2 separate regions of the Mus musculus genome follow, and region 1 is linked to region 2. A link is a contact called in public Hi-C data. All regions are on one chromosome and are shown on one strand. The core of a region is the stretch at or near the end of the contact, and the rest is flanking DNA. Distances in the headings are between cores, read along the strand shown. Region 1 has its middle 20 kb from the start of Gm30017. Region 2 has its middle 17 kb from the start of Ankrd60.

Evidence for each region. Hi-C and Micro-C count contacts between places; a contact is called where the count stands out from the background.
Region 1: a contact with region 2 is called in a Hi-C map of double positive thymocytes, with 3 times the contacts expected there. The contact joins two enhancer-like sites. A contact is called at or near these places in 3 of 484 Hi-C or Micro-C datasets (bone marrow-derived macrophages, double positive thymocytes and nephron progenitors), 1 of 115 datasets of contacts at active chromatin or transcription factors (fetal liver) and 1 of 9 other capture datasets (embryonic stem cells).

The regions. Positions count from the first base shown.
Region 1 is chr2:173,851,486-173,857,302 of GRCm38.p6, reverse strand. It overlaps the pseudogene Gm14371. Among named protein-coding and RNA genes, the nearest start is that of Gm30017, 20 kb to the left of the region's middle. Within about 2 kb of position 1,827, at least 27 of the 459 cell types and tissues checked have an H3K27ac peak or open chromatin away from gene starts, as enhancers often do. A contact at or near this core is called in double positive thymocytes, where this site is marked.
Region 2 is chr2:173,592,887-173,598,072 of GRCm38.p6, reverse strand. It overlaps the pseudogene Ppp4r1l-ps. Among named protein-coding and RNA genes, the nearest start is that of Ankrd60, 17 kb to the right of the region's middle. Within about 2 kb of position 2,597, at least 28 of the 459 cell types and tissues checked have an H3K27ac peak or open chromatin away from gene starts, as enhancers often do. A contact at or near this core is called in double positive thymocytes, where this site is marked.

The DNA.
Region 1 (5,817 bases), core at 578-3,077, 260 kb before region 2:
GGAACTGACTTCTGTTCCCTGAACTGGGGAGCCCTGCCTACTGCGAGCAGCACTGCTTCTCAGGCAGGGGATCCTGAGCAGTATAGGGGTTGGGTAAGGAGTGAAGCACAAGCCAGCAGGTGCACTTCTTCTCTCTGCTGTTGCCTGCCCATGGATGAGCTCTGAGCAGCTGTTGCAACCTCCTACCTTTGCGACCGACCACCCCACAGTGAGGGGCAGGAGCCTGGAACTGTAAACTCAAACAGGTCCCTTCTCCCTGAAGTGCTTTCTGTCAGAACGCTTTTGGGGGAATCAAGGTAATTAATTCATCACAGCAACAGAAATGAAACACAGTGTTTTACCCACTAAGCCATCTCTCTAGCCCATGACCAACCTTTTTAAAGGCAACGTAAACACAGCACTGAGATCAGGTGTCCACTGGGCAGGCTCCTAGCTCTTCAGCAGTTCTGGGGTACACTGGCATTCAGAGACTTTCTCTTCTATAATGCCACAGAGAGAGGGATTGAGGGTACTCCCTACCATGTCCACAGAGAGTCTGAAGTCATCTCAGCAGCCATAGTAGGAAATAACACCCTGGCACTGGGCCCAAGCGGTGGAGTCTTGATGGCCTTCTAGCAGAGTTTTCTATGTCTTGAGCATGTGAGCACCGCAGCCTCCTTCCCTGATCTGCTCTAAAGGCTGTGTACCTTCTCTGTGGAGGCCTTACAGCCTGTGAAGCACAGGACCTCCTACAGGGACCTGCACCTTCTCTGGGGTCTTCTGGAGTCAGCTTCAAAGGATTACCTCCTCTCCTAGCATGAGGACTGAAGACAGACTCTGATGCCCAGCATCCCTGCCCATGCTCACTTAGCATCCTCACCGATGCTCACTGCGCTGGAAGAAAAGCCAATCAGAACCCTGTCTGCCTGTTCTCTCTCCGGGCTCTGCAAATGTTTGTTGCTGAATGGTAGAGTAGCTCAGGCTTTGGTGTTCTGTGGATCCCTGGAATAGGAACACAATATTATTGTAATCAATGAAGACAGAGGAGACATCACTGCCAAGCCCCATCCCTTCTCCTCCTCCTCCTCCCTCCTCTAGCCTTCCTTCCACAGAGATCAGAGGTGAGAAGAAACTTGCTAAGATGCCATTAGTTAATGGAGTTAGCCTGGGGCTACCACGCCTATTCACAACCATGTTGTGTTGGCACAACCCAACATTATCCAAAACTCTACATGCCATCCACATTCCCCCATGCCCTCTGAATAGTCACCCATGACAAGCTGGTATTATCATACAACTTAGCATACAACTTAAATCCCGAAGCACCATTGAGGGAGTGTCACCCTGCTGGAAGAGGCCCATGGTGTGTCCTCAAGGATCGGCAGGGACGACAGCTATACTCCCGTTTGTTCTGGAGACAGGGTGGCAAGGACTGCTTCCTTATCTCCCATGCCTCTACCATCTGTACAGTCTGTATAGGGAACACATTATTAAAATCCATGTTACCTTCTCCTCTCCTTCCTCCCCTCCTCTCCCTCCTCCTCCCCTCTTGCCTCCCCCTCCTCCTCCAAGCCTCGAAACCCTTTGATCCCAACAGGACCTTCTGCATTAAAGTAGGATGCAGGAGTGAGCCTCCCAAAGCTACCTTGGGGACCCCAGGAGTGCTTGAGGTCTGCAAGTGGATCTGTCAGAATGCATAGATAGAGACAGATACACACCAGCTTTCCCCCTCCCCACCCCCAGAAACCTCTCTGTCTCCCTCTTACTAGGGCCACCATCACACAGGTGTCTGACCCAAATGGAACACTGTCTGCATGTACCGCCCACAGAACTCTGCTCCTCCTCTGGCTGGCTCATGTGTCTAGAGGGAGAGAGCCGTGACCACAAAACCAAGATCGAAGATCACCCACCCTCGGGGATGTGGGCAGATCTTTTAATTTGCTTAAATTGTTTGCTAAAACTAATGGTGTGGTTCTTAATTTCCTGCAGCTTTGGGAAAACAAACCAGGGTTTGGAAAAAAAAAAAAAAAAGAAAGAAAAGAAAAAAACCATCAGCTTCCAGTACATATTTTCCCTTCTTCCTCCCAGAGAAAGAAGGTGAATGGATGGATGCCTGCAGCTGACGAATGCTGGTGGCTTCAATCAAAGTCCTGTGTCCCCTGTGGTGGGATGCAGCTGCACAGCTCCCAAGAGCCTGGGAAGCCAGAAGCTTCTACCAGGTCTCAATGAGAGCCTGTGCCAGCCACAAGGCACAAGTATATCTCAACCACATCAAAGCCAAGCGCTTGTCACCTGGAAGACTCTGGGGGTGAGCAGGGGACTAGAGAAACAATATCTTGTTAACCTTTTTTCCTAGGGGCATTCTGCTCGCTCGCCGGCACCTCGCGTTGCATTTACTTCAGCCTTGAAGAGCTGAGGCCCTTGCAGCACAGAATATAAATCTTTTTTTTTCAAAGCCAGCAAGAACAAAACATAACAGGTAGCTGTCCAGACCTGCTTTTTTTTTTTTTTAAATCAACCCAGCTCTGCTAAGAAAAAAAAAAACAAAAAACAAAAAAATTACCCTTGCTGTTTTTATCACATGAGCTGTACCAGAGAGCCAAGAACACAAGGAAGCCAAAACTCGGGTTCTTGTTGTTTTGATGGTAAGCCCATTACGTATGGAGGGAAGAAAAAGCTTTTACATTTTGGGCCTGGTTGAAGCTCTCAGGGACCAGATTAGAGTTAATTAGTGCTCTACACCCTGCACAGCTGGGGAGGCTCCAGAAAGAACCCATGTTCACACCTGTGCTGGGCCTGCGTCCCGAGAGCCAACGTGGACACTGACAGCCTCTGCCTCCCGTTCACTGCCTCTATGGACACCTAATCTGTAGCTCACGCCTTTGGATCAAGAGATAAGCCGTACCTTGCACCTCTGAGACAGACAGCGGTGCATTCCAAGCAGAACCCGAAGGGCTCTGGTACTCCGGAAATTGCTGGGGGCTCCAGGCCTTTGGGCGAGACTGCTAAGTTGCTTCTGGCTAGTTGGAGAGCGCTTATCAATTATTCATGTGACTGGATAAACAGGGATTTTTTTTTATCTTGTAGCATGAATCAAGAGATAAAAATTCCATTTCAAGAGGGGTGTGTATGTGGAAACTAATCCCTGAATGTTAATTGTAAATTGAAAAGGAAGGAGTGGGGGTGGGGAGACCCATAAAGCACTTATGCCTATGTCCTGCTTGGAACATTCATAACATTCCCTCTTCCCTGCTCCCAGGACCCTCAAACCAGGCTGCTAGATGAACAGGAAACCACACCCTCTCTTCATTTGATTCAGACCACCGATAACTGGTAAGCTCCCTCCAGCCATGACCCCCTCCACATCTCTGGAGCTGGTAGTGGAAGATGAGTTTAAGGCAACACCCATCACCCTGCAACAGTACCTCCGTCACCCTGCAACAGTACCTCCGTCACCCTGCAACAGTACCTCTGTCACCCTGCAACAGTACCTCCGTCACCCTGCAACAGTACCTCTGTCACCCTGCAACAGTACCTCCCAGGCATTTGGGGTTACACTTGATGTTCTCTCCTTTGATTCAAATCCTGAGCAAAACACAGTTTTCAAAGAGCTGCCCAGCAAGGCTGCAAACAAAACTAGCAGCAAGCCTAAGACAATGGGTTCTGCCTGCCCATAATATAGTATAGTATCCAACCGGAAAGATACATTGGCCAAAACAATAACATTTTTCCAGGTCTGACAGCACAAGTCTGTCATCCCAGCTACCCAGGAGGCTGAGGCAGTGGGATCGCATGAGCTACAGAGTGAACTCAAGACCAGCTTGGGCAAATTTAATAGGACTCTTGTCTGAAAATAAGAACTAAAAAGAGGAGCCTGGAGGGGTAGCTCAGCAGGTCAGAGCACTGGTGCTCTTCCAGAAGTCCTAGGCTAGGGTTCCAGTACCTTCATGATGGTTCACAACCACCAATAACTCCAGTTTCAAGGGATCTGATACCCTTTTCTGACCTCTAAGGATACAAAGCAAGCGTACAGTTCAAATACTTACATCAGAAAGAACGCTTATGCACAAGAAGTAAAATTTAAAAAGATAAATAAAAAGAGGCGAGGACTGGGGTGTAGCTCATTAGTGATGTACTTTCGTAGTGGGGACGGGATCTTGGTTTCTCTCTCTAGTACTGGAAATATTTTAAGTGTCCAATGGGATGACTCAGTAGGTAAAGATGCTTGCCACCAAGTCTGACCACTTGAGTTGGTTCCTCAGGGGCTACACGATAGAAGAAGAAAGACAGCTCTCAGTAGTTATCTGCTGACCTTCTTAGGGACGCCATGGCACGAACTTATACCTCATATATGAAATAAACACAAGAATTTAAAGCCCATGATTCTATTTGTCCCTTATCCCTATCCTACTCACGGCGTTGCCCATAACGATCTCGTGAGAGCTGGGGAAGTCACCCAAAGGACAAAGTTGGAGCACTGATGGTTTGTTTTTCTATGAGATTTGACCGCAGCTTGGACCCAGGTGCTTTTGGAGAGAGCTAGGCAGACAAGAAACGCTGAGCAGAGACTCTAATGTCCGGAGTCAGCTGTGGCTGTCCCTGGCTAGTGGGAGTCTATGACTGTCAATTTCTTCATTCTACTTTCTCTGTATTCTCCAAATAGTATATTGGGAGCACTGCTAATTTCATAATGGAAGAGAAATAATAAACTTTGGGCTTTTAGGGTACTGTATTAGAAGTCCGTATTGATTTTTACATGGGAGGATAACAGCACACTTTATAACCGGTGGTATGAAGGACACTATCTGACTCTGCTTTGTTTTTTCTCCTCCCACAAACAGAAGAATCTGCCTCTGTAGGTGTTTTTGGCACCAGCTGGTAGATGGGAAAGGGGGTAGGCAGGGGGACTCTACCCAGAGCAGCCACTCTGTAAGCGTGTAAGGGTCTGAGGATGTGGGGCCTGGCCTGTATTCTGAGATCTAGGCAGAGTGGAGTCCAAGGAGAGCCTCCAGGGGTCATGAGTTCCAACTTTGTAGGAATGCACATCCACCTTCCTGGCCCTGCCGCTGCTCCTATGAAGAACAGATGCCTACCGGTGTGGAGAAGTGTCCCTTGAAGACCAGAACTGTAGTGTGTCGCCGCAGTTTAGGGGGTGGTAATTCAAGGGTGAGTGAATGAGTCAATGGGTTCATGAATGAAGTGTTAATAACGAATTAGTGAAGGTGAGGACAAATAGCACCGTTCAGTCAACAATCACAACAGCAGTGTGCTAGCCAACATCCACTCTCTCTCATAGCTCATCTATCCATCCATCCACTCATCCCTCTAAGCTCTGACCCAACTATCAACTCATCTATCTAAGCCCCAGTCCATCCACCCACTCATCTATCCATCCACTCATCCATCTATCCATCTACCCATCATCGATTCATCTACCTAAGCCCCTGTCTATCCGTCATTCACCTCTCCTTCTATGCACCCACACATCTATCTAAGGCCCAATCCATCCACCCAGTCATCTATCCATCCACATATCCATCTAAACTTCAGTCTATCCACGCATCCATCCATCCATCTACCCATCATTGATTCATCTGCCTAAGCCCCTGTCTATCCATCATTCACCTCTCCTATGCATCCACACAACTATCTAAGCCCTAGACCATCCATCCATCCATCCATCCATCCATCCATCCATCCATCCTGTCATTCCTTCACCCAGTAATCCATCTACTCTAACATATCCACTAAGCGAAGACCTCTAATGCCACCACCCCCACAGCCACACACACAACATCCAGATGAAGCAAGAAGACACAATGCCTAGAACGACAAAGG
Region 2 (5,186 bases), core at 1,348-3,847:
GCATCATGTGTCTCTAGTGAGGGTGTCAGTGGCCAAAACAGCCATTTTTCTGTAGATTGCTCTTCCCACTGTCAGATCACACTCCCGTTGGTAAAACATTTTAAGCTAAGTGTTATACATTAGGATATTTAAAAAAAATCAACGTCCTTTAAAGGATAAAATTTAAAAGATATACTCGCCATCTTCATGTAAGATATAGGTGATCACATGTCAAAATTATATTTAACTCATTTGCTAATAAAGGGAACCAGAAAAATCTAACAGCCAAGCTCAGTGGAGAGCTAGCTCCATAGCACATATTCACAGTGCGAGCATGGAACCCCAAGTGGCTTACAGAGGACCACACCCAGATGTGCCTTCCTCTGGGTCTGTTCTGCGGTCTGTAGACAGAGCTTGTTCCCATGTGCCGTTCTGTGTAGCTCAGACTTGTAGTCCTGCCCTCTCAGCCTTCTGAGTGCTGGGAGTCCAGCTGTGAGTGCCATGTCTACTCTGCCTTGTTAGCTCCCTCTCCACCACCACAGAACTGACCTTGGGCCCTGCCCAAAGGCGGGCTTGTAGCTAGGTGAGCTGCTGTCAGAGTCTGACTTTTGAGGAAGGAACCTTGGCCCTTTCTCTAGAGTGTTTTCTCCATTACCTTCTTAACTTTAACCAAGTCACTTATTAAGGTTAGGTGGTGAGGGAACTTGGCCTTCTTTTCCTATATGACTCCTTTAGAGAATGTGGGTTGCTGTTATTTTATTACTGCTGTGTTGTTACGTCCCTGTGGCTCTCTGTTTCTGCACTATTGGGACTGGGACTGGCCATCCACAGGGCGCTCTGAATGGAGTAGCTCCACTTTGTTTGTTTGTTCATTTGTTCGTTTGTTTGTTTGTTTGTTTTTGGTAGATACCAACATTTTTTGAGCTCTGCTCAGATAACATGAAGAAAGCATGTTCAGAGTGCTTCACAGCTGTGTCCCACACTTCCCCCTGTGGTCTGCAGAACCCAGCTCTCAACTGTGTTCATCAAACTCCTCAGTGATCCCCATCGATAGGTGAGTGCTCACACCCCTGGCAGCTGCACTGGCCTCTCAGGATCAAGTGCTCCAGCTCGCCAGTGTCCATCTTGGTTTCTGGCTTCTTTTCTGCCTTCCCTTTCCAGCATCTGTGTGCATAGTAAGATCTAGACACTGTGAGATCAGAACCAGGGTAACTGAAGTCTCAGAAGCTTTGGGGCAGATACTAAGAAAGAGGAAAGTGCACAGCATAGAAGCCAGGATTGAGAAACAGGTCTCTAAGTGCCTGCCTACTATCCCGGTCCTGCCATAGGCATGCTGAGTACTGTCTGTAAGGTCTCCTGGGTACTTTACGAAGACTAGTGTCACATGGAATTCACATTCTAGAAACATGGAGACTCGAGTGGAGGGCTATGTGCCTCTTCTCTGTTGATAACGGTCCATTTGGCTTTGGGGCATGGCTGGGAAGTAACAAACCTGAGTAGATGCCTTGGGTGGGTGGGGTCACGCCTGCTCACTAATGCAGGTCAACAGTGTGTGCCCTTGCCCAGGTGTGCCAGGCCGCCTTCCAGTCATTCTGCCCAAGCCAGGCTGCTCTGTACACTCTGGAGGATGGCACCCCGAGCATCAGGCCACTGAGCCAAGAAGTGGAGTCTAACTTTGCCTCTGGCTTACCCAGGCCCAGCAGCTGTAGTGCCGCCTTAGCCGAGTGAGCTCTAGCCAGGATGCTTGGCACCGCCAGCCCCCGTCACCTCAAGCATCCACCTAGAATCCAGCAACGATCTCATCTCCAGCTTTAGTAATAGTGACCTTCTGGGCAAGATGGAAGATTAGAGCTTTAATTATGTAAAGAAGCAAAAAGTAATTGCAATAACGATTTGGAAACATGACTGCCGGGTTATAAATAATGAAGCTACCACGTCTCCTCAGTTCAGATAAAATATTCATTCAGGGTGGTGATTAAATAACCTGTAAAGAAAATTGTCTCTTTCTCCTTGATTAATGAAGTTCTTCAGAGAATTTACACAGGAAAAAAGGTGAAGTCTTCCAGATGTGCGTTTGTGACACAGGACATTCTGATTATACCAAGGCCTGTCTCTGTGTGCTGTCTTGACCCTCAGTTCCTTTCTAGCATGGTGGTTGATCTTGTGTTTGTCATGCCTACCCTCTGAGGATGGCAGGTACATACGACCAATGTGAGGTGGGTCTTACACATCCCTTTGCCATCAGGGCTGCATAGGAGGGTGAGGTCGGACAGTGTGGGCAGTTGACACCTTGGAGTCCAGATTGTCTACACACACACACACACACACACACACACAGTGCTTGTGCAGACACAGTCCTGGGGACCAGCACACAGTCAGCTCTTCCCCATTCTTAAGCTTTTGTTCCAAAGTCTGCCCCCTGCTGGAACACTCATAAATATGCAGCGGAGGCTGGCCGAGCTTCCTGGGGTGGTTTTCAGTGCGGTCCGCTTTCTGCCAGGGGGCAGATTGGGGCCGGCTAAAGCTATGGGTTTGCAGTCTTCTGACAGGATGCAGGTGCTCATTCGGGAAAGAGTGGGGCTGAGGTGCAGGTGCTGCTCACGTCCCTTCCTGCGAGCGCCATGGTAGTGAGAGCTTGCTTCTTCCCTCTCCCCTGGCTTCAGAGCACCTGTGCACACAGAGCCACATGTACTTCCGGAAGGAGCTTCAGCTGAGAGCAGCCATCTGCACAGCAGCTCTTCCACAGACACAACAGGAAACCATCCAGGGAACCCTTCCTAAGCCAGGGCTGAAGTGATGGGAAGTTCTTCAGGCGGCAGGTCCTTCCCAAAGCTCCTCATATCAGCCGCTGCCTCAGCAACAGTTACCCTGAAACAGAGCAGACACTACCGAGGGAGGGAGGGAGGGAGGGCGGGCGTGTGTGCTCAGTACTTGATTGTATGGGCTCACTCCTCTGCCTTATAGAGCTAAGATGTGGAGGTGCTTAGGGAGCCTGGGCCACTAGAAGGAAGCCACGTTGGGCCTGAGGCTGCATGTGACAGTTATGTGGCCAGGAGCAAGATCCAGAAAGTCCTTCAGAATTTGCAGGAACATCTGCTGCATGACCCAGACATTCATGGTGAGGGCAGGACGTCTGTGTGTTGTGCATGGCACAGGCCTGCTTCCTTGCCCATGTGCTGCTGTGTGCCTGTGTGGTGAGGTACACATACGCAGAGTTTGGTATCTCTAGGCAGCACCTGCTTCCGATGTCTGGCTTCCTTGTTGCGGGCAACGTGTGCACAGCCTGGAGGGACCCCAGGCAGGACAGAGGACAGTGCTGGGCACATCGGTGCTGGTGGAAGGTTTGTTAGCTCCAGAGACAGTGACATCATTTCCCAAGTTGTGTATCCTTTCTGGCCACAAACATCTCAGGCGGCCTTCCTTTGGAACCCATAAGCTCAGGTCTTCACTAATTCCTATGGTTTCTTTCCTAAGCAGATAGGTGTTTTTCATTTCATGATTAATGCTCCCACCTACCAAGTGTAGGTGGGGTCTAGGAGCTGGTCTCCTAATCCCATTGTTGTGCAACCCCAGTTAGTCCTCAGGGCTCTGCAGTGCTGTCCTTGGGTTTGTGCCACGTGAGAGAGATTAGAGAAACAACACTTGCTGCTGTTGCTGGGCAAAGGCTTGCCTTGCTCTGAGGAGAGGAAATGTGAAGACCCAGTTCGCCCCATGATTAGTCTTTGTCTGCCAGTCTCTGAGTGAAGGAACCCGTGATTGCCGAAGGGATGAACAAGTGGTCCACTTGTACAGGCTGCAGGCAGAGGCTGCGGTGGGTTGCACAGACAACAGCTTGTCCCAGTCACAGCCGATCAGGGCTGGCCAGCAGTGACCCTTGGAGTCTGGTGGAGGGGCTTGTGTAGGCAGCTCTGCCTGGGTGAGGTGAGGCCTGAGAGACGAGTGTCCAGAAGAGGCACCGGGCAGGAAGCTGGTCATTTCTGGGGGTAGAGAAAATATCAGGGGATCCTCACCCTGCAGGTCCTGTTCCTGGGAGGCCGCTATTTGCACTGCTCTGCACATATTTACATAGCTAATTTCTCACTAAGGAAGGACTGTTAGCTTTTCTCAGATCTCAGAGGGGTCGCTAACCCTCAGAGATTCAGAAACAAATGACACATTTCACATTCTGGCTGTTGCAAAGGGCCTGGTGTGCTGTACTTGGGAGGTAGACTTATCCCAGCACAGTGGGGAGCCAGCTACAAGCTCTGAGCATTGGAGAGGATATTTGTATTGTAGGAACAGCATGCAAGGGTGGGGGTAGGGCATGTGTCATGTACCCTGGAGATGGAAATGTACAGTTTTAATTTGTGTAGAAAAATAGGTGAAGTAGGCCCTTTGAGCCCCCACACTAGTGTGTAAATAAACTTACGTGTATGCGCATGCATACGTGTTAATAGGAAGGGGAGCAGCCATCCTGCTTTATAAATGGGGCGTACAACACCCCTTGTCAAGGAGGATGGCATCCCAGACTCCTCTGCTAGCTAACCTCATGCTTCCTTTTGTGAGAGACAGTGGCGTTGAACTGATTTTCCTTGGTAGATGTGTTTTGAATCCAGATGTGCTGCTCTGTGTGACTGATGATCAGTTGGAATGGTCACATTAGTGGCCAGCATCACAGCTGGCAGGGGGCTCCTGCTGAGACTCCAGAGTCTGGCACCAAGCACTCTTCAGTTATGGAGGAGGTACATATGCCTCTAGGAAGAGCCCCATTCCCAGGCCAGAGCTTGGTGCATATCCCTCTGAAATGAACCCAGGATCCATCCGCATTAAGTTATTAAAATCTTTTTAAAAATGTTTTGAGACAGGCTGTTACATAGCCCAAGCTAGTCTGAGCCTTGCTTTGTAATAGAGGGTGATTTCAAACTTGTGATTTTTTTTTACTGCCACCTTCCAAGTGCTGGGAAACACATAAGTGCAGCTTATGGGGTACAGGGGATGGAAAACGGGGTTTTGTGGCTATCAGGCAGTCTCCCGACTGAATGACATGCCCAGCCTCATGCTGTCATTAGAACGCTTGCTGCTTCTCCTCCTGCTGCTCAGGCTCAGGTATTACCTGCCTGCCTGCCTGCCTGCCTGCCGCATTGAGAGCGAGCAGCACAACCCTGCTCTGCTGGTGAACCCAAGAGCACGCAGACACACAGTCTGAAGGAAGAGCCTGTGTCAGATCC